Regions from separate parts of the Mus musculus genome. Here regions 1, 3, 4, 5 and 6 are each linked to region 2. A link is a contact called in public HiChIP or PLAC-seq and promoter capture Hi-C data. All regions are on one chromosome and are shown on one strand. The core of a region is the stretch at or near the end of the contact, and the rest is flanking DNA. Distances in the headings are between cores, read along the strand shown.

Region 1 (3,884 bases), core at 543-3,042, 500 kb after region 2:
CAATTCAAGGCATGGCCACTGTCATTTCGGAAGCTGCCCCGGGCCCACAGCATGTTATGGACTCCATCCACTATGGCCACACAGGTTCTCAGAAGAGCCAGTGCTGGTTTCCCCAGAGTCCCCTTCTGCTGACTTTGGATCAGAATGGGTGGGAGCAGGTACACTCAGATGCCGACCCAGTCAACATGGGCCCAGGAACTGGTGGCTTGGCCAGAGGGGAGCAAGTCTAGTCCATGCAGTGGCTGAAGTCTTAGGGCGTGTCTTACTCTCACAGATGGTAGCGGACATGCGGGAAAAGCGCTACGTGCAGGAGGGCATTGGCAGCAGCTACCTTTTCCGGGTGGATCACGACACCATCATTGATGCCACCAAGTGTGGCAACCTCGCCAGGTTCATCAACCACTGCTGCACGGTGCGCTCAGGGCTGGGCCGGGGCTGGGCTGGGCAGGGGTGAGGTGGGGCTGTGGCTTACACTCCCACCTCCTGCAGCCCAACTGCTATGCGAAGGTGATCACCATTGAGTCTCAGAAAAAGATTGTCATCTACTCGAAGCAGCCCATCGGCGTGGATGAGGAGATCACCTACGACTACAAGTTCCCACTAGAAGACAACAAGATTCCGTGTCTGTGCGGCACTGAAAGTTGCCGTGGCTCCCTCAACTGAGGTGGGGCAGGACCGGTGCCCTCACCCCTATTTATTCCCCCTTGGTGCCCTAAGCTCCCAGCACCCCAGCCTTATTGGGCTCAGCAGGGCCCACTGCCCCCACCTTCACGTGGGATAGGGAGCACTGAGGCCAACAAGGGAGCCTCAGTCCTTTGAGGCATCTGCTGCCTCCCCTATGCCCCATGCCCAAACACCCTCTTAATTTTTTTTTCTTTGCGAAGAAGAAGCTGTAAATGTTTTGTAGCTGCCAGCAGCTGTTTCCTGTGGAAACCTGGGGTACCAGCCTGTATAGATGCTATTCTTGGGGGCTGCATAGCCCTTTGCTTCATGTTAATGGGGACTTCCCCTTCTGCCCTATGTGCACCCCGCCCCAGTTTAGGGGTCTCTGGGGCAGTGGCCATGTTCTCCCCCTGGGGGGGCCTTTGGCCCCTAGTCCTGGGAACTCTGTGCCTGGAACCCTGCCTCATCTGTTCCTGCCAGACCCTGTGGGTCACCCTCCCACCCTGGTGTCTCAGGGCTCTGGCTCAGTGGGCCAGGATGGTGGGGGGCAGGCCCTTCTTGTTGGGCTGGATTGTACATAATGTTAATAGTGAAACCCAACACCACATTTTTATAATTGTGATTAAACTTTATTGTACAAAAATGCTTGGTCAGTATCTTTGGGAAGAGCAGACTGGGATGCAAGTTGCCACAGTGGGTGAAGCAGGAGAGAGGGGGAATGGGTGGCTTTGAGTTTGGGGTGAATCAACCTGCAGACCGCAGTGCTGCTTTGGACCAACCACCTAGATACAACAAACATGCCAGATCTGTCTCACTATGGATGCTAGCCAGAATTATGTCAAGATCAGGTTTACCCTGCTCTCCCTCCCAGAACCATAGCTGGTGCTGGGCCTTCAGCCTACTGGGAGACCCAGCAGGAGGGACAAACATATCAGTGATGGGGGCATCCCTTCCCTACCCTATTATCCTGAAATACACTACCAAATGGGCAGGTTCTGTCCTTTGCCTGCCACTGAAGAGTGGACTGGCCACCAGGGGGCACTCTGGCAAGAAAATTCCCTCCAAACCCCCTTGCCCGCCCCTAGGGGTGGAGGCTAGGCTGGTCTCCTTCCTGGAATGGGTCAGGAGGGAGGAGCGAGCGGAAGGAAGGAAGCCTATGTACATCTAGCTGGTCCACCAGTCCAGGACACAACCTCCTCCAGTGGCCAGTTTGTGCGCCCTGGGACTTACTACAGGTAGGCAGAGCTGATACTGAGGCCCAGCTGGCCTGCCTTTTAGCCTGCGCCCTTCCAACCTCCCTATTCAACTCCTTGCTTTCTCTGCCTGTCCTTTAGTAATCTAGTCTTTTTTTTTTTTTTTTTTTTTCCCCCCACCCGCCTCAATCCCTCCCATTCTGCATCCAATTCTAGTGACTCAGCAGTTAGGGTCAGAGGGCAGGGAGCCTTAGTGCTACAGGCACAGAAAACTGCAACCCACCCCTGCTACTCAGCCTCTCCACCCACACTGCTCCCACCTAATGATCCCTTCTATGAAGAACACATGGTTGGAGCAGGTGCTACCAGGCAATTCTAGTGAGCTAAATTCTCTTCCCACAGCTGGGCATGGCAGACTCTGCACAGGTGCCAACACTGGTATACCTGGTCACAGGTGGCTGCGGCTTCCTGGGGGAACATATTGTTCGGATGCTGCTGGAACGGGAGCCCAGGCTCCGGGAGCTGCGTGTCTTTGACCTGCACCTGAGTTCTTGGCTGGAGGAGCTGAAAGCAGGTGACTGGAGTGGGGCAGTAGCAGGAGGTAGGGAGGCCCCATCCCTTCCCAGACTGGGATACCTCAGCTTATGGAAAAGATGATTCCTGTTTGTTCTCCACCAGACAGAGGGGCCGGGTGAGTCATTGGTTCATGTGGCTTCCAGGGTGTGGACAGGCCAAACTCAGCAGCTGGCTAAGGCCCCAGCTCTGACACTGCCTCGGGTCTCCACCAGGGCCTGTGCAGGTGACTGCCATCCAGGGGGATGTGACTCAGGCCCATGAGGTGGCAGCAGCCATGTCTGGATCACATGTGGTCATCCATACAGCTGGGTTGGTGGATGTGTTTGGGAAGGCCAGTCCAAAGACCATCCACAAAGTCAACGTGCAGGGTGAGCTGCTACCTACCTGTTGGCCCCTAGTGTGTGGCCTGCCTCTGACCAGTGATTTTTATGGGAGGGCCTGTCCTTTTTGATAACCTTGTCCATTTACTGCTGTCGAACCCTGTCCTGACCTGATGCGGTTCTCCTTGGACACTGGGGGGGGGGGGGGGGCAGAAGGAGTGAGAGGCGGGAAGACACAGCTTGCGTCTGTCCCTTTCCTCCATAGGCACACAGAATGTGATTGATGCTTGTGTGCAGACTGGCACTCAGTACCTGGTCTACACGAGCAGCATGGAAGTGGTGGGGCCTAACATCAAGGGCCACCCCTTCTACAGGTGAGCTCAGCCCCACTTAATCTTAGAGCCCATTTCCCTCCAGCACTCAGTCTTCTTTCTCCCCTCTCCAGGGGCAATGAAGATACCCCATATGAGGCAGTCCACAGCCATCCCTACCCATGCAGTAAAGCCCTTGCTGAGCAGCTGGTCCTCGAGGCCAATGGAAGGAAGGTACACTGCAAAGATGGGACTTGAGCTGCAGGGGCAGAGCCTGAGTCCCAGGCTTCTTTGCATCCATCTCCAGCCCACGGTGGAGAGGGTGGGTACACTTCAAAATTCCCCTCTGCCACCAGGTCAATGGAGGGCTACCCCTGGTGACATGTGCCCTTCGACCCACGGGCATTTATGGTGAAGGTCATCAGGTCATGAGAGACTTCTACTACCAGGGACTGCGCTTTGGAGGTCGTCTATTTCGGGCCGTCCCAGCTTCTGTGGAGCACGGTCGGGTCTATGTTGGTAAGGACAGGGACAGCAGGGCTCGAGGAGTGGCTCTGATGGTGGCAGAGTCACGCGTGTACGCCTGGCTCCACGCGAGCTCAGGCAGACAGTGGCATGTGGGCATTTTCTGCATGAGTTGAAAAACGGGGAAAGCATCCAAGCAGTTGGGAGGGCTGACATAAGAACATGGCGTAGGTTATGATGAGCAACAGGAGCGACAGCTCTCCAGAGAAAGGGAGAAAGCATCTACACGGGATCCAAGTAGCTGCAGGATGCCCAGGAGGGCTGGTGGCTACGGGGCCTTGGAGAAGGGCAACTTT
Region 2 (4,114 bases), core at 113-2,612:
AAATTCTTTTTTTATTTCTTTTCTTAAAAAAAAAAAAACATCCCATGGGCCCAGTGATTTTTTTTTTTAAGAAAAGAAATAAAAAAAGAATCCCTCAAAAGTTGTCTTTTTAAAGTTGTTATCGAGTTGTCTTTGTGTCCTGAGTTCTTTTTCTTTTTTTTTTTTGTTTTTTGTTTTTTGTTTTTTTGAGACAGGTTTCTCTGTATAGCCCTGGCTGTCCTGGAACTCACTTTGTTGACCAGGCTGGCCTCGAACTCAGAAATCCGCCTGCCTCTGCCTCCTGAGTGCTGGGATTAAAGGTGTGCGCCACCACGCCTGGCTTCTTTTTCTTTTTTTTTTTTTTTAAGAAACAAAATTAGGGGCTGGTGAGATGGCTCAGTGGGTAAGAGCACCCAACTGTTCTTCCGAAGGTCCAGAGTTCAAATCCCAGCAACCACATGGTGGCTCACAACCATCTGTAACAAGATCTGACTCCCTCTTCTGGAGTGTCTGAAGACAGCTACAGTGTACTTACATATAATAAATAAATAAATCTTTAAAAAAAAAAAAAAAAAAGAAACAAAATTAACCAAATGGTAGTAGTGCATGCATACCAGTAATCCCAGAGGTAAGCAGATCTCAGATCTCTGAGTTCAAGACTAGCCTGGTCTACAGAGTAAGTTCCAGGGTGGCCAGGGCTACGCAGAGAAACCCTGTCTTGGGAAAAAAAAATGTGAAAAAAAGAAAAGGAGGAGGAGGAGGAGGAGAAGGAGAAGGGAAGGAAGGGAAAAGGAGAGGAGAGGAGAGGAGAGGAGAGGAGAGGAGAGGAGAGGAGAGGAGAGGGAGAGGAGAGGAGAGGAGAGGAGAGGAGAGGAAGAAAAGAGAAGAGAAGAGAAGAGAAGAGAAGAGAAGAGAAGAGAAGAGAAGAAAAGAAAAGAAAAGAAAAGAAAAGAAAAGAAAAGAAAAGAAAAGAAAAAAGAAATTAGCTCTGAAGCCTGCAGCTCTGTGGCTTGCTCCAGGCTCTCTTTTCTGCATGCATCCTTTTGTCACCCACAATCTTCCTGTGTGGTTCAAGCAGGGACGGTTTAGGGATGCTTCCTGAGCAACCCTCTATCTGGCTTGTTTGTTTGTTTGTTTGTTGTTTTAGATAATATAATTACAGCACTTCTCCCCTCCCCCCCCCTTACCCCTCCCTCCCCCGAGTCTACTCCCTACTCCCTTCTATCAGGCTTTGAAGAATCTTCCGGGGCCTGGTGTGAGAGCGGAGGTTGCCTAGCTGAAGTGGCAGTAATTTAACCGCCTTGCTGTCTGCTCTTGGATGATGTGAAAATGCAAGTAGGCACAGGAAATGTATCTAACCTGCTTATACTTCCTCTCTGAACAGAGAGGTTTCACAACCCGGACAGGAGCGCACCCCCTCCTTCCACCCCCACCCAGTGTCATCAGCCTGGCAGCCCTGAGAAAGTTCCACTGGAAGGGGCCCCATGCAAGAGAAGCCACCATTTCCCTCTTCCTCCCGGGTCTAGGTTGCCAGCAAATCTCAAGAGCTCTCTGAGATCGAGTCCGGACCCACAGGTCCCTCCTAAGCGCAGATGAGTTTCCGGATTGCGGGCCCCAGACTTTTGCTACTGGGACTCCAGCTGTTTGGTAGGAAATCCAGGAGGGAGGGGAAAGGGACGTTGTCTGTGACAGGGGAAACCAGAAGGCTCTGTAGAGCCAAAGAAGATGAGGAGCCACTCCAGGGGATGGACGGTATAGGTGATGTGGGACCCAGGAATCCCGGAGAGAGAAGAGGGAACCTACACAAACTTGAAGCATGATATCGAAGGGCGTGGAAGGAAGAGCGGGTGGGAGGTGGAGTGAGCCTTCACGTGTTTAGGTAGATGGTTGGAAGGACTCAGGATGGGAGAAGGCTGGGTTAGGTTTCTACTCCACCTCCTTTGTATTATGTCTGCTTGGGAGTTTTGGGCACCTGAAGGGAGGTGAAGAGGGTACCCTCATCTCTGATATCCAGGACACAAGGTGCTATAAGTCTTTCTGTAAGGAAAGTTGGACCAGAAAAGGACAGTTTAGAGGCTGCAGAGGGCACTCTAGCTGCCTAAGATGGGGGAGGGGCGGTGTTGGATTTTAAAAGGTCGGGAGATACCTATGTCTGGTGGGTAGAGTTGGGAAACTTAAGTCACCTGCTGGGTTCTGGGTATGGTGACTCCATGAGGCTGGTCACTTCTCAGGTGCTGGGATGCAAGGTGCCCAGAGAAGCGCAGTCAGTGTGGCAGCCATGGGGCCTCAGGGCAGACTCTTCCCAGTCCCTGCCTGGGAACTTGGTCATTCTATGCCTGGAGGCCCCCTCCCTGGCTTCTTTCTCATGGGCCTCCGCCTTCTTACCCTTCCTTCTTTCCCAATAGGTCCAAGGGGAAGTTGAGTCCTCTGGGTCTGGGAGGAGTTACCCTGGGAGACAGACTGTGTAGTCTCCTAGTCTCTAGTCCAGGCCTCAGAGGGAAAGTCCTGGCGCCACCAGTCTGTGCTTGGGTGTAGGCAGCCTCAGAGCATGAGTGGGTTTGGAGGAACAGGCCTCAGAGGCAGCACTAGTCTGTGTCTGTGTGTCTGTGTGTGTGGGGGGGGTCTGTGTGTGTGGGGTGTGTGTGTGTGGGGGTGTGTGTGTGGTCTGTGTGTGTGTGGGGTGTGTGTGTGTGGGGGGGGGGGTCCAGATAGGGAGCAGCTGACTGCTTTGCTCCCCGCAGCCAAGGCCTGGAGCTACAACCTGGACACACGGCCTACGCAGAGCTTCTTGGCACAAGCTGGAAGACATTTTGGGTACCAGGTCTTGCAGATTGAAGATGGGTGAGCTATTATTCTTTCAACTACCCTCCAGCAGCAGGGTATGCAGGGCCCCACATCTGCCCAGGGGTAGGGGTGGGGACTGTCCCATGTCAGGGGTTGGCCTCTCTTCTGCGAGTGTCTGCTAGGTGGAATCTTTGAAACAGGAGCAAGGCTCTCTCTAGTACCATAGAGTGAGGGTGATGGGTCCTAAGCCACACGAGTGTCTGAGGACCATCTCCTCTCTGCTTCCCAATTCAAAGACTAGCTAAGCACATAGTAGGACAGGCTTGTCCTAAGCTAAGCACATAGTAGGACAGGCTTGGGCATTGATGGCTTTGTTGTTGTTGGTGGTGCTGCTGTTTGAATACCAGGTCTATGTGTGTTAGGCAGGCTCTCCATAGAGCTACATCAGGGTTTGTGTTCTTTGGTTGGAGACAGGGCCTCTGTAGATCAGTTTTTCTACATTTGCTGTAGCTGAGCAGAGCCTTGAACTTCTGACCCCCTATCCTCTACTTCTGAGGTGCTGGGATCACAAGCAGATGCCACCAGACCTGGTTTCTTTTTTATTTTCTTTTTGAGACAGGGTCTTATTAAATTCCCACAGCTAGCTTGGGGCTACTGTCCTCCTGCCTCTGGCTGTCTCTGAATAGCAGAGGTGACAGGCCTATGTCACCACACCTAGTCACAAATAGCTTTTGAATTGATGACTAAATGAAGGTGCCCACCTAGCAGACACTCTTTGGGCCTTGAATTTTTCTAGTATGCAAATGAAATGAAGCTTTAACGTCTAGAATTATGTTATTTGGCTATTAGGAAATAGGGGCTACTCCAGAGCTCGCCTGGAGAGTAAGAGGTGTATTGCCGCGGCAGCAAGTTTTAAGCATACAGTTGTTATTGTTATTGAGCTGCGTGTGTATGTGAATGCTGTAGTGATTGGGCTGTGTGTGTACGTGAATGTTCTCGTGCACATGTGGAAGTTAGGACAGCCTGCTGGAGTCAGGTCTCTCCTTCTACCTCTTAGGAGAGCAAATCTGACTCCGTTTCTCAAGCTTGTTAAGCACTTTTGCCCTCTAAGCTACAATAAGCCTAGCATCACTTTGAAGTGCTTGTTAAGATACATGGCCCCGCGATAGATATGGGTCTATTCTTCTACAAGCAGACATCCAATTAGACCAGCACCGTTTGTTAAAGATGCTTTCTTTTTTCCATTGTATGGTTTTGGACCTTAGTGGGAGAAGATTCACTTAGGCCTACAACAACTGGATAGCCCAGGGTGGGGTGGTACCCAAAGGGGGTCTTCCCCTTCTCTGAGGAT
Region 3 (4,511 bases), core at 772-3,271, 280 kb after region 2:
TCAAAAATGCTGTTCTTTCAGAATTCTGAGCTTTGATTGCACTTCTTATTCATTGCAGGAAACATGCATCTGCCTGGACAGCAAGGTGGCACAATATTTCCTACCACACTGGGGCACAGTAATCATCCGGATAGCCCTTGCCCCTGCAGATGCTATACTGAGACCATTTCAGAAGTATGTCTCGTCCCCATAGTAGGGACATGGAACCGCATCTCCCAGCTAACTGTTGGGTTTGTGGGTTCCTGTTCATATGCCAATTGCTTTGTTTGACTTTACTGGAAAGATGTGAACAAACACTTATTCATCCCAGATAGGGCATACTGAAGGCCAAAGAAAGTCACTAACCACTGAGTTTATTTGGTTTTATATAGGAGCATAGTGACTCAAAAGCAGCTGCATCACCGAAAATCACTGTTTCTCCTTTATTCATCAGGTGAATAATTTATATACTTTCTCAATTTTTATACCCATCTCTCTCTCTCTCTCTCTCTCTCTCTCTCTCTCTCTCTCTCTTTTCAGCGCTTGGAGTTCTGCTTGGCCTTGTTCCTGCTGGGCAAGCATTCAATAGCTAAGCTCTATCCCAAGTCCTGCTGTCATCTTTAAAATATGTTCTAGTCAAGTATAATGAACATGCAGTAAACCCCACCTACTTAAAGTCTGTGAGTTAAATGGAATATCGGGAGGCTCAGGTTGTGATTCCTGACACATTATTGTTGTCCTTGGTCATTTCCCAAAGATCCCTGGTTCCTTTGTTTGCAACCAAGAGAAATCAGCATTTAGACTTTATACTAGCTTCTGTTTTGGGGGTCCTTTTAGAAATCAATACTGGAAAATATAAAATTATTTTTTAATCTGTTTTTCACCATTGCCCAAATTTTACCTGTAGTTCTTCCTCTAGTTCCAGATTTCATATTCTCATAGGAAGACTCTTCGGTTCCTAATTATATGAATACATTATTTTGACTAATTTCAGAATAATTATCCCCTGTGTACCAACAACAAACCTACTTAGGAAAGTTCAAAACTATTTTTGCAAGTTGTTAAAGTTAAGCTTGATGAGGAAAGGCTCTACAGTGACAGAAAGCAAAAACACTAAATTACTTGGTTTCCTTATAGAAAAAGCTGTTAGAAAATCATGCTGTAATCTAGGCGTCCTGAGCCTTAAATCCCAGCACTCAAACTGACTGATCTTTGGAGTTCCACCCCAGCCTGGGATACACAACGAATCCCTGACTAACAAGGGCTACATAGTGAGACACCGTCTAAAAAAACAAAAATTATCATTTCTCTTTTGCTGGACTGTAACCTTGAGGATTTGCTTTTTTCTTTGCTGTTACTCCAGAACCTTGGTTTTAGGATATGTCTGGCTTTGGAATTACTCTAGGCAGGACCTTAACAACCTTGTGTACTTAATGCAGGAGGGTCTGGGAGCAAGACGGTAGGAGTCTGTGACCCCAGGATGATGGACACTATCCTGAAAGCTCTAGTCAGGACCAAACGGCCAAGCTGCATATGCATTTTGTTTTGTTGTGTTTCTCAAAACAGTTTCTCTGTATAAACAGCCCTGCCGGTCCTGGAACTCACTTTGTAGACCATGCTGGCCTCCATCTCAAGAGATCCATCTGCCTGCCTCGCCTCCTAGTGCTGGGATTAAGCGTGCATGACCACACTTGTCTACACGCAGGTTTCCACAAAAAAAGGAATTTTGGAACAGGCTCTTACTATAATAAATGAGGATTCCAGAAGGAAACTAAAAGGGCCTTGTCCGAGGGCACGGTGAGGTAGTGCGGAGACATCACATTTCCGGTAACCTAACTTCCGTGTCTCTTTACAGACCAGCAGCACCAGGAGAGAAAAGCAAGTGCTACATGTTGATTGGCTGTTTTTCAGGCTCCTCCTCATGGTGGAGACCTTTTGGGGACTTCTAGCGCCAACGGCCTTGTCCGCCCTGGAATCCCGTCTTCCTATTGGACTGCCATTTTCCAATCGGAGGGTTTCTAATCCCTAGTTCTCAAACAGCAGGGGCCATTGGCTGCAATGATGGGGGCGGTGCCTTAGGTCGCTGTGGGAGCCTTACAGGTTAAAGCAAAGGAACAAACATAAACCAAGCAGCTGAGGGTCTTTGCGCAGGTTAGACTGTTCCCTCCTCACCCCCCTCCCCCCACCCTCCCTTCCCCCTCCCCGCTCGCACGGGTCATCCTGCTCGAGACCCCCGCGCCCCTCCCAGTGGACGCCAAGTGCGCTTGCGCGGTAACAGCCGCCCGCACTTGTGCCATTTCCCCCTTCTTCCGAGCCACCTTTCCCCCCTCCCGCCCTTCCCTATCCTCTTCCCTGCCCTGCTTCCCTCCCTCCCCCCTAGGCCCTTCGTTGTGGTCTCCCCGGTCCTGATCCTTCCCCTACCCCACCCCCAACCCCCAGGACCCTGGCGCCCCAGCCGCAGGTGCTGCGCCCCCGGGAGCCACGATGTGCATCCTCTCAGAACCTGTGGGCCTCCTTGCCCTCACTGCCCTCCGTTTCCTCCTCCCAGGCCCCCACATCCCTCAGAATGACGTTGGACGTGGGGCCGGAGGATGAACTCCCTGACTGGGCTGCGGCCAAAGAGTTTTACCAGAAGTACGACCCTAAGGACATCATTGGCAGGTGAGCCTTCACAGCTGAAGCATACACCGGCCCAGTGTAGTCAGCTCCCAGCCAGGAAATAAGGCTTCCTTCTGAAGACTGGATAGTTAGGAAGTGGACAGTGGAAAACAGTTAGTGACTTGGCTAGTATTCCGAGTTAACCCGCATTTTTTCCTCTATTCATCTATATTGTCAACAATTGTTTGTGGTCCAGACAACGGGAAGGTAGAAAATACCCATCACGTGAGCATTTCAAAGGTATCTAGTTCGAGAAGTAGGGGTCTGTAGAAAAGATGCTTGGAGCTGGGCGGTGGTGGTGAATGCTTTTGATCCCAGCAGAGGCAGGTGAATCTCTGTTGAGTTGACACCAGCCTGGTTTACAGAGGAAGTTCAAGGACAGCCAGGACTACACAGAGAAACCCTGTCGGGGAGGGGAGCAGGGATTGCTACTGTGATCGCCACCACAGATGCTTTATGGTTTAGTTTCAGAAGCATAGTGTATTGGTTATGTTGTGTTAAGCACCAAGAACACCGGGTGAGGGAGTGACAGAACAGGAACCCTGAGGAAGTTTCTGTCTTGGAAATGTTTCTATCTTTACATAATGAAAAAAAGATAAAGGTCGAAAGGAGCGTTAGGGGAAAAAATAAGTAGGCAGTAGGATTCAATCAACGGGGTCTCCACAGAGGAGGGGCTTTAGGAGACTTCTAAGAAAATGACAGGAGGGTTGGGGGAGGGGTGTTTGGTTGTTCATGGTGCTGGGGATTAAACTCAGGGCCCCATCCTAAGAGACAGTGCTTTACTACAGAGCCACATTCTCAGCTCCGAGGACTTGAGCTGAGACATAAAGTGTGAGAATAGGCTGGGGGGGGGGGGTGTCTTCTCATTTAGAGGGGGCAGTTAGTGCAGGGCTCAAGGCAGTGGCTAGACCATAGACAGAGTGGGGAAAGACAAGAAAGGAAGTGAGGAAAATGGGGCTTTAGGCCATGATGCGGACGCTTTCAGAGCGGTACCATGACGTGGAGCGTGCTTGTGAGCAGGGCGCTTACTCTCTGCGCTTGGGTTAACGAGGGTAAAAGCAGAGCCCACCTTCTAGTCTGCTGTGCATTTGGTGTGAGTTGGGGAATTGTGTTAGGACACTTGTGGTGGCACTTAAAACACTTAGAAATTTAAAAAGCTCTTTCTGGCCTTTATGTAGAGATAGGGAAGGGCTGGTGATGGTGACGCCTGGACTCGTGGCGATTGCAGAGCTGGAGAGAAGCAAGCAGGTGCAAGTGATGGCTTCAGAGGAGAGGGGATATCGGTCATAAGGAAGGGGAAAACAGGGGGACTTTTAAGGTCTTTATTTGAGCACCTGAATACCATTTACTGAAATGAAGACTTGAGGAAGGATTAGATTGGGGAATGGAGTGAACTAGTCAGGAGTTTTATTTTGGAAATACTAAGTTTGAGATACCCCGTGGATGGATAATGCTCTCAAGTGGGTTTGAGTCTGGATAACAACCATAAATGTGGAGGAGTCAACATTTAGAAAGGGGCACTAAGCAGGGACAGTGTAGAGAAGGGACGGGGCTGAGGCTCCTGGGTCATGTCACCATTTCCTGATCACTTAGAAGAGCTACAGAGGACGGTGGGGAGATGCCATCTGTGAGCTAGTAAGAAAAGTGAAAGAATGCCCTTTTAGAAGGTTGCCAGGAGCTGCTTCTGAGGCCTGAGAAAGGCAGGCGTGTGGCATTAGATTTGGCCAGGCACATTTAGATACCACATGGAGATGTCATGAAAGCAGTTTAGAACCAGGATTCTGGTGAGAAATTAAGGCTCAAAGACAGTGTACAGTGACAATTGCACGTAGATATTTAAAGCCTCTAGAATTCAGCACAGGTCAGCAGGGGAC
Region 4 (3,939 bases), core at 840-3,339, 500 kb before region 2:
CTCACTGTGCTGTTGGCTGGTCAATGTATCTTTCAAGGTCTACCTTTTCTTTTTCTTTTCTTTTTCTTTTTTGTTTTTTCAAGATAGGGTTTCTCTATGTAGCCCTGGCTGTCCTGGAACTCACTTTGTAAACCAGGTTGGCCTGGAACTCAGAAATCCACCTGCCTCTGCCTCCCAAGTGCTGGGATTAAAGCCGTGTGCCACCACACCCGGCTGGTCTACCTTTTCTTAGAAGCACCTTGGTTACCAGAGGGTGGTATCACACGCCTTTAATCCCTGCACTGGAAAGGGGGGGGGGGCGGGGGCGGCGCAGGGATCTCTGAGTTTAAGGTCAGCCTGGTCTACAGTGAGTTAAAAGATAAGGCAGGAGGGCTACACAGAGAAACCCTGTCTCTGAAACAAAACAAAACCAAACACCCCCCCCCACAAAGTTTCAGCTAGCTTCAATCTTTGAATACCATCTCATAACTTTCAACATCATGCTAAACTCACTTCCTGCGCAGAATGGTCACAACTGTTTTACTCAACACAACTTGTTCCATTTTACTGACTCCTAAGACACTTCAAAATCAACACCACACAAAGTGGCAGAGCTCAGACTCAAATCCACAGTCACTGCACCCCAAACTGGGATCCTGACTTACAATTTCCTTCTACTTCCCAGAGAACTCTGCCTCTCTCCATATCCATATCATGCTTAGCTCTCATGTTGTGGCCTTGACCTAGCTTAGGATGACCCTAAACCCCTCATTCTCCTTTCTTGGCATCCCAAGGGCTTGGGAGGGGCTGTTGAGAGGGGCTGGAGATAGCTCAATGGTTAACAGCACCGACTGCTCTTCTGAAGGTTCTGAGTTCAAATCCCAGCAACCACATGGTGGCTCACAACCATCTGTAATGATATCTGATGCCCTCTTCTGGTGTGTCTGAGGACAGCTACAGTTTACTTACATAAAAATAATAAATAAATCTTTAAAAAAAATTGTGTTGAAGCTGTGAGTTTTTTCAAAAACTCTTCCTTTTTTGAAAAGACCTCAACTCAGTAAAATGAGCTAGTCTGAAACTCTTCTAGTGTGACCTATTTATTGTTTTTCTTAGGATCGTAATGGAACACGAAGGTGGCTCAACTCCGTCTTCCAGAATCATAACTAAAAGGATCCGTATTCACAAGATCTGGCTTCAGATTCCATTCCTTCCTTGCTGGTAATTTTGAACAATTGGAGTCCTTGTTTGTTAAACTAGACACAAAGTCATTTTCTCTTTTAAGGACTGACGGGATTGAGAGGCTTTCGCAAATCACGTTTTGTTTTCTTGCCTTGAACCATCTCCTCACTCTTTAAGAATCTGTCCGAGAACTCAGCCCCTCCAAGAAACTTTCACCCCAGCAGGGCAAGCCATTTTCCCTGAGTTCCCTAGAACTTCCTGCCACTCGCTCTTACTCCACTAGAAACCCATACACAGCCGCCCCGTGGTTCCTGGGGAGAAGTGGCTCTCCGGACCTCTCTCTGGCGACGTTTCCGGGCTTGGGCAAGCCCTAAGTTCTCGGCGGAGTTTGCCCGGCCGAGACCCCCGGGGCGACCGGCTGGAGTCCCTTCCGCGGGCTCACCTGGCCTTGGCGCACAGGGCCTTGACTTCGCTCTCTTTGATCAGCTCGCAGCGCCGTAGCTGCTCGATCTGCCGGTCCAGGTCGCTGATCTCCGCCATGGCCCACCCCCCCGGCGCGGGTCAGAGTCGGGGCCGCCGCCCCCTCCGGACCGCACAGGGGTCTCCTGGGAAAAGGGAAGGCGAGCCCGCCAATCAGAGGGTCCGTGCGGGAGGGGGGACTCGATTCTGGGACCGCCCCCCCCTCCCCTCACGGCGGCCCAGGACCCTCCGCGTCCCGCTGCCCTGGCCGCACCCCGCCAACTCCCGTCGAACCCCGCGGGCCCGCGCTAAGGACGGTGGCCTAGAGGGGCCTCGGACAATTACCGCCGCGGAGACTCCGGCTGAGTCTCTTCGACTCCCCACTTCCCTCCGCTTTGGGCCTCCGCCACCGCCGCTTCTACTTCCGGCCTCGCCGCGGAAGCAAAGGGAAACCAGTGCTCTCGCGCGCCGGAAGTGACGCACACGAGCCACGCCTCGCTGAGGCACCGGGAAGGAGAAGAGAAGTAGCCGGAAGTGGGCGGGCGAAGTTGGTTGGAGGCAAATACAGCAGTGCGCCTGGTGTACTTGTGTATGCCTGGTGAGGCGAGCCGCGGTAGGCTTCTCATCTCACATTACATTATTCCCTGGGCTGCTTCTATTACAGATCTCACGGATAAAACTGCCTTGTTCATCATTGCCTCTCCGGTGTTTAGAATAAGGCCAAGTATTGCAGATATGCATAAATAATTGTTCAATGAAAGAGCCTATCCTGGTCCACATTTCTTGCCACGGTCCCATGGAGGAGCTCCGAACCTGGGCCAGACATAGTGGCCTATTTGTAATCCCAGAACTCAGGAGGCTAAGGCTGATCGTGGATACTAGGCTGTCAAAGCTACAGAGCAAACACTTGGCGGGGGGCGGTCACCTCACGAAGATAGCATATCTGATAAAAGAACTTGTCACCAAACCTACTGACCTGATTTGGATCCCCAGAACCCATATGGTGATGAGAGAAAACACGGAGGCTTAAATCTAATTGAAAAAAAATTTTTTAAGTGTCCACTCTCTGGACACCAAGCTTTTCCAAAATAGTTCACTTTTTTTCTTGACAGGGTTGCACTGTAGCTTAGAATAGCCCAGATTTCACAGCGAATCTCAGCCCAGATATTAATCAACCACACCCAACAATGCTTCTTATTGCCTGAACATATTCCTTGAAGGTGGCAATGGGTTTGGAGGCTAGCTTGATCACAGTTGAATGCTGAAAGTCTGGAGTTTCAATCAAAGCTCAAATATGAATCCATAGCTGTACTTGGTGGTGCACGCCTTTAATCCCAGCACTCAGGAGGCAGAGGCAGGCAGATTTGGGAGTTCGAGGCCAGCCTGGTCTACAAAGTGAGTTCCAGGACAGCCAGGGCTATACAGAGAAACCCTGCCTCAAAAAGCAAAAAACAAAAATTAATCCAGAAAAAAGTGGTTTTCAGGTCTGGCTTTCACCTTTCATTTGCTGAAACTCAAAGCAACACAAACACTAAGCCAGCCCCTGGAGCTCCCCAAATTCGCAGTGCATGCAGTCTGCCTCCTTTCTCTTTGCCTTTTGCTGTAGGCAGAGCAGGTTATTGATCTTCTGCACACCATACTCCCTCTTTTTCAGTATTCTATTGTCCCTCTCAATTTTGAACAATTTTTATGTGCCTTAAGATTTTCTTATAGAGGGTGGGGAGATGGCTCAGTGGTTAACACTGACTGCTCTTCCAGCCTGCCAACCACCTGGGTTCAATTCCCAGCACCCACATGGCTGCTCACAACTGTTCCAGAGGATCCAACACTCACACATACACACATTTCAGTTAAAATACCAATGTATATAAAATAAAAAGGATCGCCTCATAGAAGCTAGGAGAATAGCACATGCCTTTCATCCCAGTACTTGGAAAGCAGATCTTGAGAGTTCAAGGCCAGTGTGGGCTACAGAATTCTAGAGAGCAAGGCTACAAGTACGTGATGAGCAGTAAAATGGGAGGCTGAAGTTTGGGGAAGCATAGGGATTTGAGTTTTCCCTTGCAGCACTGGGGAAGGAACCAGAGCTTTGAGTACTCAGCCACTGGGCTCTATCCACAGCCTGCGCATAGCTTTGACTATTGGCCAATACATGGGAATATTAGGACAGTGGAGACTATGCTTTGATACTCCTAGTAAGACAATTCTACGCAGATCACTGAAAACGAAAGTGTCAAAGAAAAAGATGCTTGGGAAGGAAAACAGAAAGCACAGGAAGGGCAGAGAAGGCAGGAAACAGGAAATGCTTAAGATCTAAGT
Region 5 (4,469 bases), core at 1,831-4,330, 470 kb after region 2:
TCAAGTTGACAAAAGAACAAAACAAAAAGCCTAACCTGCACACACCACCAGAAAAGGTCAGGTAGAGAAGAGATACTATTTCATTTGTGTTTGAGAATGCTTTTCTTGATACCAGAAAGTAGATCGGGCATTAGCACTCAGGAGGTAGAGGTGGGAGAATTGTTGCTAATTTGAGGCCAAGTAGGTCTACACAGGCAATTCAGTCCAGGCAGAGTTACATAGCAAGGGTGTGGGGAGGGTGCCTGCAGTCAGACCGGGTTCTGGTGCAGAACGAATGAAAGGAGTTCAAGCAAGCCTGTTGTTGAGCCTCTGTAGTCACGGGAGGGTGGAGGGTGCTGTTTATTGGATAATGGGTAAAGACACCGAGCATCCTACTAGGGACAGAGCATTGAGCAAAAGTTCCTGCTTGCTTGGAACTGCCGTTTCTATGGAGGGAGGAAAGGGTCAAAAAGCAAAAATGTATACAGTGTATCAGATCCCTGAGATGGGGGCTTAGGACTGAGGAATGTTGAGACTTGAGAGCTCTCCCGGAAGGTTTCCCTGAGGGGATAGGAGCAGGTCAGCTGAGATGCCACGTGTTGCTGTGAAGAGCCAGTCATGTGGAGCAGCAGCAGTTGAGGAGACTCCCTTGTTGGGAGCAGGTGTAGGGCAGATAATGAAGACCACGAGGACAGGCTGGGAGGAGCGCTAATACTACTTTATCTGCCTAGGGCAAACTGAGAGTCGAGGCCGACTGCAGGGGGTGGCAGAACTTCGCCTAGCTGGTCTGGAGCTCACAGATGCCTCCCTGAGGCTCCTGTTGCGCCACGCTCCCCAGCTCAGTGCCCTGGACCTGAGTCACTGCGCCCACGTTGGGGACCCCAGTGTCCACCTCCTCACGGCTCCTACTTCCCCTCTTCGAGAAACACTGGTGCACCTCAATCTCGCTGGTAAGTGCGATCCCCCGTGTGAAGTCCCTGTCTACCGTGTGCTACCTCCTTAGCTGTCTAATCTCAACTGCTGCTGCCCCTTACGCAGGGTGCCACCGCCTCACGGACCACTGCCTTCCACTGTTCCGTCGATGCCCACGTCTTCGCCGCCTGGACCTACGCTCCTGCCGCCAGCTCTCACCTGAAGCTTGTGCCCGGTTGGCGGCTGCTGGGCCCCCTGGCCCCTTTCGCTGCCCAGAAGAGAAACTGCTTCTCAAGGACAGCTAGTTGGGTGCCGATGCCCCCTTCCCTTCCCTTCCCCAGGACTCAGCCAGAGAACCTGGACCTCTTGCCTTCATTTCACCCCCTGTTGGGAGGCCAGGTTATTTTCTTCATGACTTGGCACTCCTCAGTTTAATGACTTGGGATTCCTGCCCAGGGACTTGAGCCAGCCTTCCCTCTCTCCCACCTGCACTGATATCTCTGGGGGTCTTTGCTTCCCATCTCTCCCTTTCACCTGCTTCATTGTCCATCCCCTCTGGGGAGTGGGTCAAGAGGTACTGGGGAGGTGCTGAGCCAAAGGGATGGTGGGAGGGAGGGGCGGTGAAGGTGCAAGTCTGGAGTAGGGAAAATGAGGTGACATGGTATCTTGTACACAGGATACTGGGGGCTGGGGGAGGCGATGGATGGGTGTGGGGAGGGCAGAAATCAGACCAACAAGGGTTCAGGGAACAAAGACCAGTTGGGTGGGATGGGGGGCCAAAAAGGGAAAACAGAGGAGCAATTGGGGATCCGAGTGTCAAGACAGGGGGCGCTACAAGCCAGGTAATGCCAGGACTGGGGGCTGGGAGAGGAGCAGATGTGGGGATAGTACCCTCTGCGTAGGGTTGCCTCTCTCCCCTTCCCTCTACCCAGATTTCAGTTTTCCCCGACCTTGACTCCTTGAACGTCACTGAAAATGGCAGCTATTGCAAGGAGTAGGGGCCGCGGGTCTACCTGCTGTTAAGCTCGGTGGCCCAGGGGAGTGGTGAGGGGTAGCCCAGACCCCTGCCTGGCTCTCTACACAATACTTGAACATTCATCTGTACTGAAGTGTTACTTGAACCGGGGGAATCTCGGACTTGGGGGAGTGTGATGTGAGGGGACCAGCTTGACCGAGACTGGGCTATGGGTACCCAGTTTGGACTGTCCCACCCCTAGCTCTCTTGCATTACTGTCTTGAACAGCTCCACCCTTCACTTGAGTTGGGGTGGGGAAATGTCAGCTTAAAGATGGGCAAGATGGGACTCCTCCAGTTTGGCTCTTCCCATTCTTTCATCGTCATGGAAACTCGTGTCCCATTTGCCCAGGGAACTGCCACTCCTGGTTGCCATGGAAATAGCAGCCAATGGACACCTCCGGAAATCAGTGCTAAGACTGGAAACGGTCCCTCTTAGTTGCTGTGGGAACTTAGTAACAGACTCTTGGCACCTCCCCTCTTCCCACCCCTTTCCTTCTTCCAGTGTGGGGGTGGGGTCTCAAGAGCCTGAGGGAGGAGTCAGGTCTAGGTCCCACTCAACTTAGGCCAGGGGGAACTGGATTGTACTACATGGGGGTGGGGGGAGGGGAATCTATCCACATACCTCAGGTAACAGGAAGGTGCGCGGGTTGGGGGCGGGGGCTGGGCGGACCAAAGGCAGGAGGGGGGGCCTGGGGTTGGAGAAAGGCTTGACGGTGGGGCCGCTTGCGGGAGGGGAGGAGGCACCCCGGCGAGGGACAAGTGGGGCACCCAGCCGGGCTGGACCCCTAACCCCACAAGTCTGTACAATAAGGTTTGCTATAAAACTCAGAATCTAGCCGGGGCCGCTGACTTTTTGTGTCTGTCTGCGGTGTCGAGTCTGAGTGGTGGGTAGGGATGGTGGAAGGGGCTCCTTTGGTCTCTGGGAGGAAAATGGGCTTAATTTTCCTGAGATGACTGCTCAAAGAGGAGTGTGGAAGTCTGGACACCTGTGAATGTCCAGGTACATACACTGGGTGGTCTGAGGCCAGCAAAGTCCCAGCAAAAGCTGAGGCTGAGCATTCACGTCGTGGCCTGGGTTAGAGGGTCCCTTGAGATCTCTGCCCGTGGGCAGACTGCAGGGGTTCGTCTCACGGCTCCACCCAATCATGTGGTCACCGGGCTCCGCCCCTGCCCCAGTTCCTGTTTCGGCCCCTGGGCCTTCTAGACGCGTCCGTAACTGTTCCCGCTGGGTCTGCCTTGCCACCCAGGATGGGGTCCCACCCGCGCTTGGGCCGTCCCTTCTTGGGGATACAAGGCGCCTCGGCCCCTCCTTGACCATCTGCGCTTGTGGTGTAACTGCTCTCAGGATGAAGGGCGGCGAGGGGGACACGGGCGAACAGGCCCCGCTGAACCCGGAGGTGGACAGCCCCGCGGGCTCAGCCACGTACCGGGAGTTCGTGCACCGCGGCTACCTGGACCTTATGGGGGCCAGTCAGCACTCTCTGCGGGCGCTCAGCTGGCGCCGCCTCTACCTCAGCCGGGCTAAGCTCAAAGCCTCCAGCCGCACATCTGCTCTGCTGTCGGGCTTCGCCATGGTGAGGGGTGGGAGGGGGTACACGGGGTGGGTAAAGCACGTGGTGGGAGAAGTCAAGAAAATGGGTCCCCAGTACTGGACTGAATAAAAGGGTTTCTTTAGGATAAAAGAAGGAGCTAAGTCCCAAGGGACTGGAAAAACCCTTTATGTCGGGCACAGCTCTAGGAATATAAACAGACTGAAGATCGGTCCCAGAAATGCCGTGGAAGAAGGGAGTAAAGAGGTCAGCAGATGCAGACTGGTGGGGGGAAAGTCTGAAGTGGCTTAGTTACCAAGTCCTCGAGAGTTGAAAGGCAGTCAAAGCTGAATGAGAGCCTATATCAACCAGATCGGGGAAGGGGGATAGTGTATGTGAGAGTCATTTGACTGAAGGGCCCACCTCTCAGAAGGCACAGAGAATTGCCGGGAAAACTAAGAAACCATGAGGAAGCTGCTGGGGAAGGAAGCTGATCAGGGAGCTAGCAGATAAGTCTGATAAACTGCAGGTGTGGGAGGATAATGTCAGCTAACGGTCCCAGCAGTGGCCCCGGGAAGTGGAACTGAAGATTCCAGAGTGTGGCCTGCAGATGTGTCCTGGTTCCTCCCTACTTAGGGCCAGCTGTGCGGCCCCAAGTCGACATCCACTCCAGTTGCCATCTTTAGGAAGTTGTGACATCATAGAAGGTGCTGTCTCTGTGGTCTGCCAAGCTTTTGTCCAGGAGGATGTGGGATTCTTATGGAGACCCCCTAGAACTAGGTGTGTTAGAACAAGCTCCGCTTAGCAAAGGAGGCTCTTCTAGAACAGTGTGCTATCTAGACTACATGGAAGCTGCTGTTTAGACAAGGATGCTCCGCAGGGTATGGGTGTGGAGTGAAGCTCTGCTAGTTTCAGTTTTCTTCACACTTGGGGGGAGGGCACCCTTCATAATGTACCCTTGTGTAAATAGGCCTTGGAGGGAGCTAAGGTGAGGGCATATAAAAGTAACTTAGGTCAATACCTCCCTTTTTT
Region 6 (4,397 bases), core at 66-2,565, 290 kb before region 2:
CTGAAGGGACTTTGTTTGGAAACACATAAAGCAGGGAACAACTGCCTCTTTCTTTAACCCTGCAGCTTCGATCTAACCTAGAAGCTGTTCTGGGTTCCCTTTTCACAGGAGGCTGAGATCCCCGATTCTCAGGAGGGTAGCTTTTCCAGGCTTACAACTTGCCTTCTGACTTCCAGGCTCTGTCCTGCCATGTTGTCCAGTCCTGTCCATCCGGTGTCCCATCTCTCCTCTATGCCCCACCCTGCCCCCAAGCTGATCCCTCTGCTCTGAGTCCTCCAAGCCACTGCATATCCGGCTCAACTTTGCCTCTATTCCAGTTGCTGCAGGACATGAAATGGAACCCTGTTCCAGGAGAGCAACATTCAAGACTCTAAGACTAAAGCCACTTAAACTAAGACCCTCTTTTTTGTTTTTGTTTTGTTTTGTGTGTAGCTCTGGCTGTCCTGGAACTGGCTATGTAGACCAGGCTGGCCTGGAACTCAGAAATCTATCTGCTTCTTTTTTTTTTTTTTTCCAAGACAGAGTTTCTCTGTGTAGCCCTGGCTGTCCTGGAACGAACTCTGTAGACCAGGCTGGCCTCGAACTCAGAAATCCGCCTGCCCCTGCCTCCCAAGTGCTGGGATTAAAAGTGTGCGCCACGACGCCCTGGCTCTATCTGCTTCTTGAGTGCTGAGATTAAAGTTGTGTACCACCACCGCCATTGGACACCTGACCCTCTTTGGATGAACGACCTTACAGGATGTCCTTTGTTCCTCTATCTGCCTCCTCCATTACCAAATTGAGATGACTAATAGTCTTTTCCCAGCACGGTGATGACACGTTTGTACAGAAAGCACCCACAGCCAAGCCTGGCTCTTTACCAGTACAGTGTTTACTACTGAGAATAGACAGGGCCCAAGGCCCAATTTTCCTAACCCACTGAGGGGTGTAGTCAGGGCCTCCTTCCCCATCTGGCATTAGGGCTGAACCCTCACTTGTCTACTGGTCAGGTAAGGCTTCGCACACCAGAGGCACAGCTATGCAGGGGCTCCCCACAGTTGGGTACAGCATCTCTCCAGGGGCTCCAATGCAGGTTCACTGCAAGGGAGAAGCCAAGCCAGGAAACCAGATGGGACAAGAAGAAGGGCCTGTACTGCCAGCAGGGTTTGGAGGCCCCACCCGGAAGAAGAGAAATATAGAAGGTCCTGTGAGGTGGGAGTAGGCTCCAGGCACAGCCTCTATTGGCTCCACTCCCCAAGACTGAGGCCTCTCCACCATCTGTCACCCCAGCTGGGAACAGTCAGGGGGCCTGAGAGCCTCTCCCAGCTCAGTGACTCAGCAAGAGCCTTCCTCAAAGCTAATCAGGCTGGGTTCCGGCCTTGTTCTGAGGCCAGGCCCCTGCTTCGGTACAAGGGTTCCATCTCACTTCCCTGTCCACTCCCCTACCACGCCCCATAGCTCCCCCACCACTGAGACTACCAGTCAGTTCCCTTGGAGCAGGCATCGCCTTTATGCCTCTGGCACTTAGATTTGTGACAAGTCTCACACTCTGGCAGCTTACTCGATGATGTGCACAGTTCCAGCCTTTTATTTCTGTTATTTCAAGGCCCTCAAAAGACACAGTATGCCAGGTGTGGTAGCACCTGCCTTTCGTCTCAGTATTTGGGAGACAGAAGTGGGAAGGTATCTGTGAGATGGAGACCAGCCTGGTCGACATAGTGAGTTACAGGCTAAGAAGGACTACATAATGAGAATGTGTCTCAACAGAAATGAAGAAGCCAGTGGCAAAGGGTTGTCTATGGCTGCCCCAGGTCCGGATGCCGAGGTCTGGCTCCAACTCTTGCCGGCTGCACCTCTCCTTTCTGCCTTGTGCTGAGCCCTGCTCCCTGCCGGCTCTTGCCGGCTCTTGGGCACACGTCTAGTCTGGCCTGCTCGGAGCCACAGCTAGTCCTCAGGTAGCAGCAGAAGCTGGGGTACAGTCTGCTGTGCAAAGAGGGGTGTGTGAGGCCAGGGTGCAGCTTGGCTTACTGGTCTCCAGTGCACGACACAGAACGAGGGCAGGCTGCCAGCCCCAGGTTTTGTTCTGAGACGTCTCACTCTGTAGCCCAGGCTGGCCTTGCACAGCAATCTTTCTGTCTTCCAAATCCTTAGAGTGAACTACTACGTCTGTTCTTTCCCTTTTTCTTTTCCAGATAGAATCTTGCTATGTAACCCTGGGTAGTGGATTACTACTATGATGAAGTCTATGAAGGCTTCGAACTCAAAGCAAGCCTCCTGCCTCGACTTCCTGAGTGCTGAGACTACTGGTATGGGCCACCATGCTTGGCTTCGTTCCTTTTCTGGCAACTCAAAGGCAATGTTGATGTATCAGCCAAAATCAATGAGCCATGAATCATCACATTTCAGGAATTTTCAAAATAACCTTCGAATGTCTGGCATAGGGAATCTAAATAGCCAGTGGCTGGTTCACAGTGCCTCACTGCTCGTGGTCCGCAGGGAGGTTTTCTTTTTTGTTTTAGTAGTAGTAGTAATTTTGAGACAGTCTCTGTAGCCCTGGCTGTCCTGGAACTCACTCTGTAGACCAGGTTGGCCTTGAAATCACAAAGATCTGCTGGCTTCTGCCTCTGGAGTGCTGGAATTAAGGGCAAGTATTACCACTGCCCAGCTTAGTCTTTTATTATTTTAACTATGTGTCTGTGTGGGAGTGCTCATGTGAGTGCAGGGAGTTGAACTTCTGTAAGAGCAGGACCAGCTCTTCGTTGTCAAGCCATCTCTCCTGGACATTCTTAAAGCTGTGTATCTCTGGAGATTTGGGGTTTCTTTCATAGAGGGTAGGGTCTGAGCACTGATTAATTTTTTAAAAAGTTCTCACAATGACTCAAAGATTGAGAGCCACTGTAGTGAGAATTCTGGAATTGTGGTTTCTTTAAAAATACAGAAATATTTTAAGAAAGCACTTTTGTTTTAATCCCAGGTGTGGGGTGTGGGCTGCATCGGACCGTCCACAGCAGCTGACTATGATTTGCCTCGTGCTCTAGCAGAGGCATGGTTTTACCAGCTGCAGATAGTTTCTGCAACTGTGTGACATTTGGAATTCTGGGAACTTTTCAGAGGGTACATAAATGCTAGCACCCCAACAAGCGTGGGTGGTTGTTGGCTTCATTTGGTTGGTTTTGGTTTGTTAGTAGTCATGCTCATAAAAGAAACAAAAGTTCAATTCAGGGATCTCTCTCCTCTCTCCTTTTCTCTTATCTAGTGGTAGGGGGTGAAATGGGGTGGAGGGGAGGATAAAGGGTGGGGAAAAGAACCCACAAAGCAGCAAAGACCAGCTATAAGCCATCTGGAGGTGATGGTGACAGCACTAGCCCAGGCTAGCCTGGGTTACCCAGAGCGATGCTGGTGTGTGTGAGTGAGCTGAGTCTAGTGGTTTATGCTTATAATCCTAGCACTTAGGAAGTAGGAAGAAAACTACAACATGAAGGACTGAGATACAGAGCAAGTTTTCAGCTAGCTAAGGCTACAGAGCCAGGTAAATCTCCAAATTTAAGGCCAGCCTGGTCTAGAGTTTCGGGATTGCCAGGGCTGTACAGGGAAACCCTGCCTCAAAAACAAAACCAAACCTCAACAACCAGAAACATTAGCCTTGTCACAGTTCTGTTATTGCAACCTTGGCTCTGAATCACTCCTAGCAACCAAACTTCCTCTGCTGGACTGAAAAAGTTGCAAAGGTGTCTGTCCTAAAGCTACAGGTTTAGGGAGGGGAAGGTCCATCTCAAACAGTCCAAGCTCAACAAATCTGTTTACATCTGGAGGGCAAAGACCAAGACCTTTTCTTCTTTCTCAGGTGGGTCCAGGGTAGCTGTGAATTCACTGTGAAGCTGAAGGCCTCAAATCTCCGCCTTCAGGAGAACAAGACCATCAACTCAGTGGCTAGCCCATTCCAGCCTCCCTCCATTCCTGTGACTGCATCCCACTTTGAACAGCCCCTCTCCTGTGGGTGACAGTTCCAGTTGCTCTACTTCACCTTAAAATCATCACTGGGACCATTCCTGCACCTTCTACTTTAACCATTAACACTGTCACAGGTCTCTCTCCTGCCTTCCTGATAAAAACCCTTCCTCTCCTGCCTAGCTCCAAGTAGCTCCCTTTGTCCCCAGCTGTTCTCTTAATCCTGGGAGGACAGAGAGCGAAGGGGAAGGTGGTGACCCAGCCCAGCCACCAGATGGCTGCCTACTTTGGATTTAAGAAAAGGTCTACCTACATTCAGTATAAGCAGGGCCTGTCCTCAATGGAGTTCTTCCTTGATCCCACCTTCCACCATGTTGGCTCTGGGGCTTGAACCCAGGCCAGCAGAGGCTCAGCAGCAATCTCACTAGCCCCTCCCCCAAACAATCTTAGCCAATCGACAGCTGGAGTGG

What was found. Promoter capture Hi-C pulls out the DNA fragments that hold promoters and counts their contacts. HiChIP or PLAC-seq counts read pairs in DNA pulled down with a chosen protein or histone mark.
Region 1: an H3K4me3 HiChIP or PLAC-seq map of bone marrow-derived macrophages shows a contact between it and region 2, with 7 times the contacts expected there. The contact joins the promoter of Hsd3b7 here to the promoter of Itgal in region 2. A contact is called at or near these places in 2 of 39 promoter capture datasets (liver and pre-B cells) and 2 of 115 datasets of contacts at active chromatin or transcription factors (bone marrow-derived macrophages and pancreatic cancer cells).
Region 3: a contact with region 2 is called in a promoter capture Hi-C map of the HPC-7 cell line. The contact joins the promoter of Phkg2 here to the promoter of Itgal in region 2. A contact is called at or near these places in 28 of 39 promoter capture datasets (the 3T3-L1 cell line, 3T3-L1-derived adipocytes, the C10 cell line and 18 more), 1 of 484 Hi-C or Micro-C datasets (nephron progenitors), 14 of 115 datasets of contacts at active chromatin or transcription factors (the 230-238 cell line, astrocytes, bone marrow-derived macrophages and 10 more) and 4 of 9 other capture datasets (adipose tissue, embryonic stem cells, liver and 1 more).
Region 4: an H3K27ac HiChIP or PLAC-seq map of double positive thymocytes shows a contact between it and region 2, with 5 times the contacts expected there. The contact joins the promoter of Ppp4c here to the promoter of Itgal in region 2. A contact is called at or near these places in 3 of 39 promoter capture datasets (embryonic stem cells, neutrophils and pre-B cells), 4 of 115 datasets of contacts at active chromatin or transcription factors (bone marrow-derived dendritic cells, bone marrow-derived macrophages, double positive thymocytes and 1 more) and 2 of 9 other capture datasets (liver and macrophages).
Region 5: a contact with region 2 is called in an H3K27ac HiChIP or PLAC-seq map of embryonic stem cells, with 3 times the contacts expected there. The contact joins the promoter of Orai3 here to the promoter of Itgal in region 2. A contact is called at or near these places in 9 of 39 promoter capture datasets (the 3T3-L1 cell line, the C10 cell line, the HPC-7 cell line and 5 more), 1 of 484 Hi-C or Micro-C datasets (the N1E-115 cell line) and 11 of 115 datasets of contacts at active chromatin or transcription factors (the NIH/3T3 cell line, bone marrow-derived macrophages, embryonic midbrain and 5 more).
Region 6: a promoter capture Hi-C map of liver shows a contact between it and region 2, with 2.6 times the contacts expected there. The contact joins the enhancer-like site here to the promoter of Itgal in region 2. A contact is called at or near these places in 4 of 39 promoter capture datasets (liver, neutrophils and pre-B cells), 1 of 115 datasets of contacts at active chromatin or transcription factors (pancreatic cancer cells) and 1 of 9 other capture datasets (adipose tissue).

Annotation. Positions count from the first base shown.
Region 1 is chr7:127,798,817-127,802,700 of GRCm38.p6, forward strand. It overlaps Hsd3b7 (hydroxy-delta-5-steroid dehydrogenase, 3 beta- and steroid delta-isomerase 7), which reads left to right and starts at 1,793. Exons shown (of 7, transcript NM_133943.2): 1 at 1,793-1,898; 2 at 2,259-2,430; 3 at 2,645-2,800; 4 at 3,018-3,126; 5 at 3,198-3,297; 6 at 3,420-3,582. The coding sequence starts at 2,265. It overlaps Setd1a (SET domain containing 1A), which reads left to right. Exons shown (of 19, transcript NM_178029.3): 18 at 275-412; 19 at 490-1,306. The coding sequence ends at 663.
Region 2 is chr7:127,294,898-127,299,011 of GRCm38.p6, forward strand. It overlaps Itgal (integrin alpha L), which reads left to right and starts at 1,363. Exons shown (of 31, transcript NM_001253872.1): 1 at 1,363-1,626; 2 at 2,721-2,820. The coding sequence starts at 1,572.
Region 3 is chr7:127,571,327-127,575,837 of GRCm38.p6, forward strand. It overlaps Phkg2 (phosphorylase kinase, gamma 2 (testis)), which reads left to right and starts at 2,022. Exons shown (of 10, transcript NM_026888.3): 1 at 2,022-2,130; 2 at 2,528-2,640. The coding sequence starts at 2,546.
Region 4 is chr7:126,790,458-126,794,396 of GRCm38.p6, forward strand. It overlaps Ppp4c (protein phosphatase 4, catalytic subunit), which reads right to left and starts at 2,090. Exons shown (of 9, transcript NM_019674.4): 1 at 1,966-2,090; 2 at 1,604-1,766. The coding sequence starts at 1,701.
Region 5 is chr7:127,766,735-127,771,203 of GRCm38.p6, forward strand. Orai3 (ORAI calcium release-activated calcium modulator 3) reads left to right here and starts at 3,081. Exons shown (of 2, transcript NM_198424.3): 1 at 3,081-3,482. The coding sequence starts at 3,255. It overlaps Fbxl19 (F-box and leucine-rich repeat protein 19), which reads left to right. Exons shown (of 11, transcript NM_172748.2): 10 at 711-929; 11 at 1,018-2,194. The coding sequence ends at 1,196.
Region 6 is chr7:127,007,561-127,011,957 of GRCm38.p6, forward strand. The region is part of intron 1 of Mvp (major vault protein); the gene reads right to left. Among named protein-coding and RNA genes, the nearest start is that of Mvp, 4.8 kb to the right of the region's middle. Within about 2 kb of position 1,316, at least 296 of the 459 cell types and tissues checked have an H3K27ac peak or open chromatin away from gene starts, as enhancers often do. A contact at or near this core is called in adipose tissue, liver, neutrophils and 1 more, where this site is marked.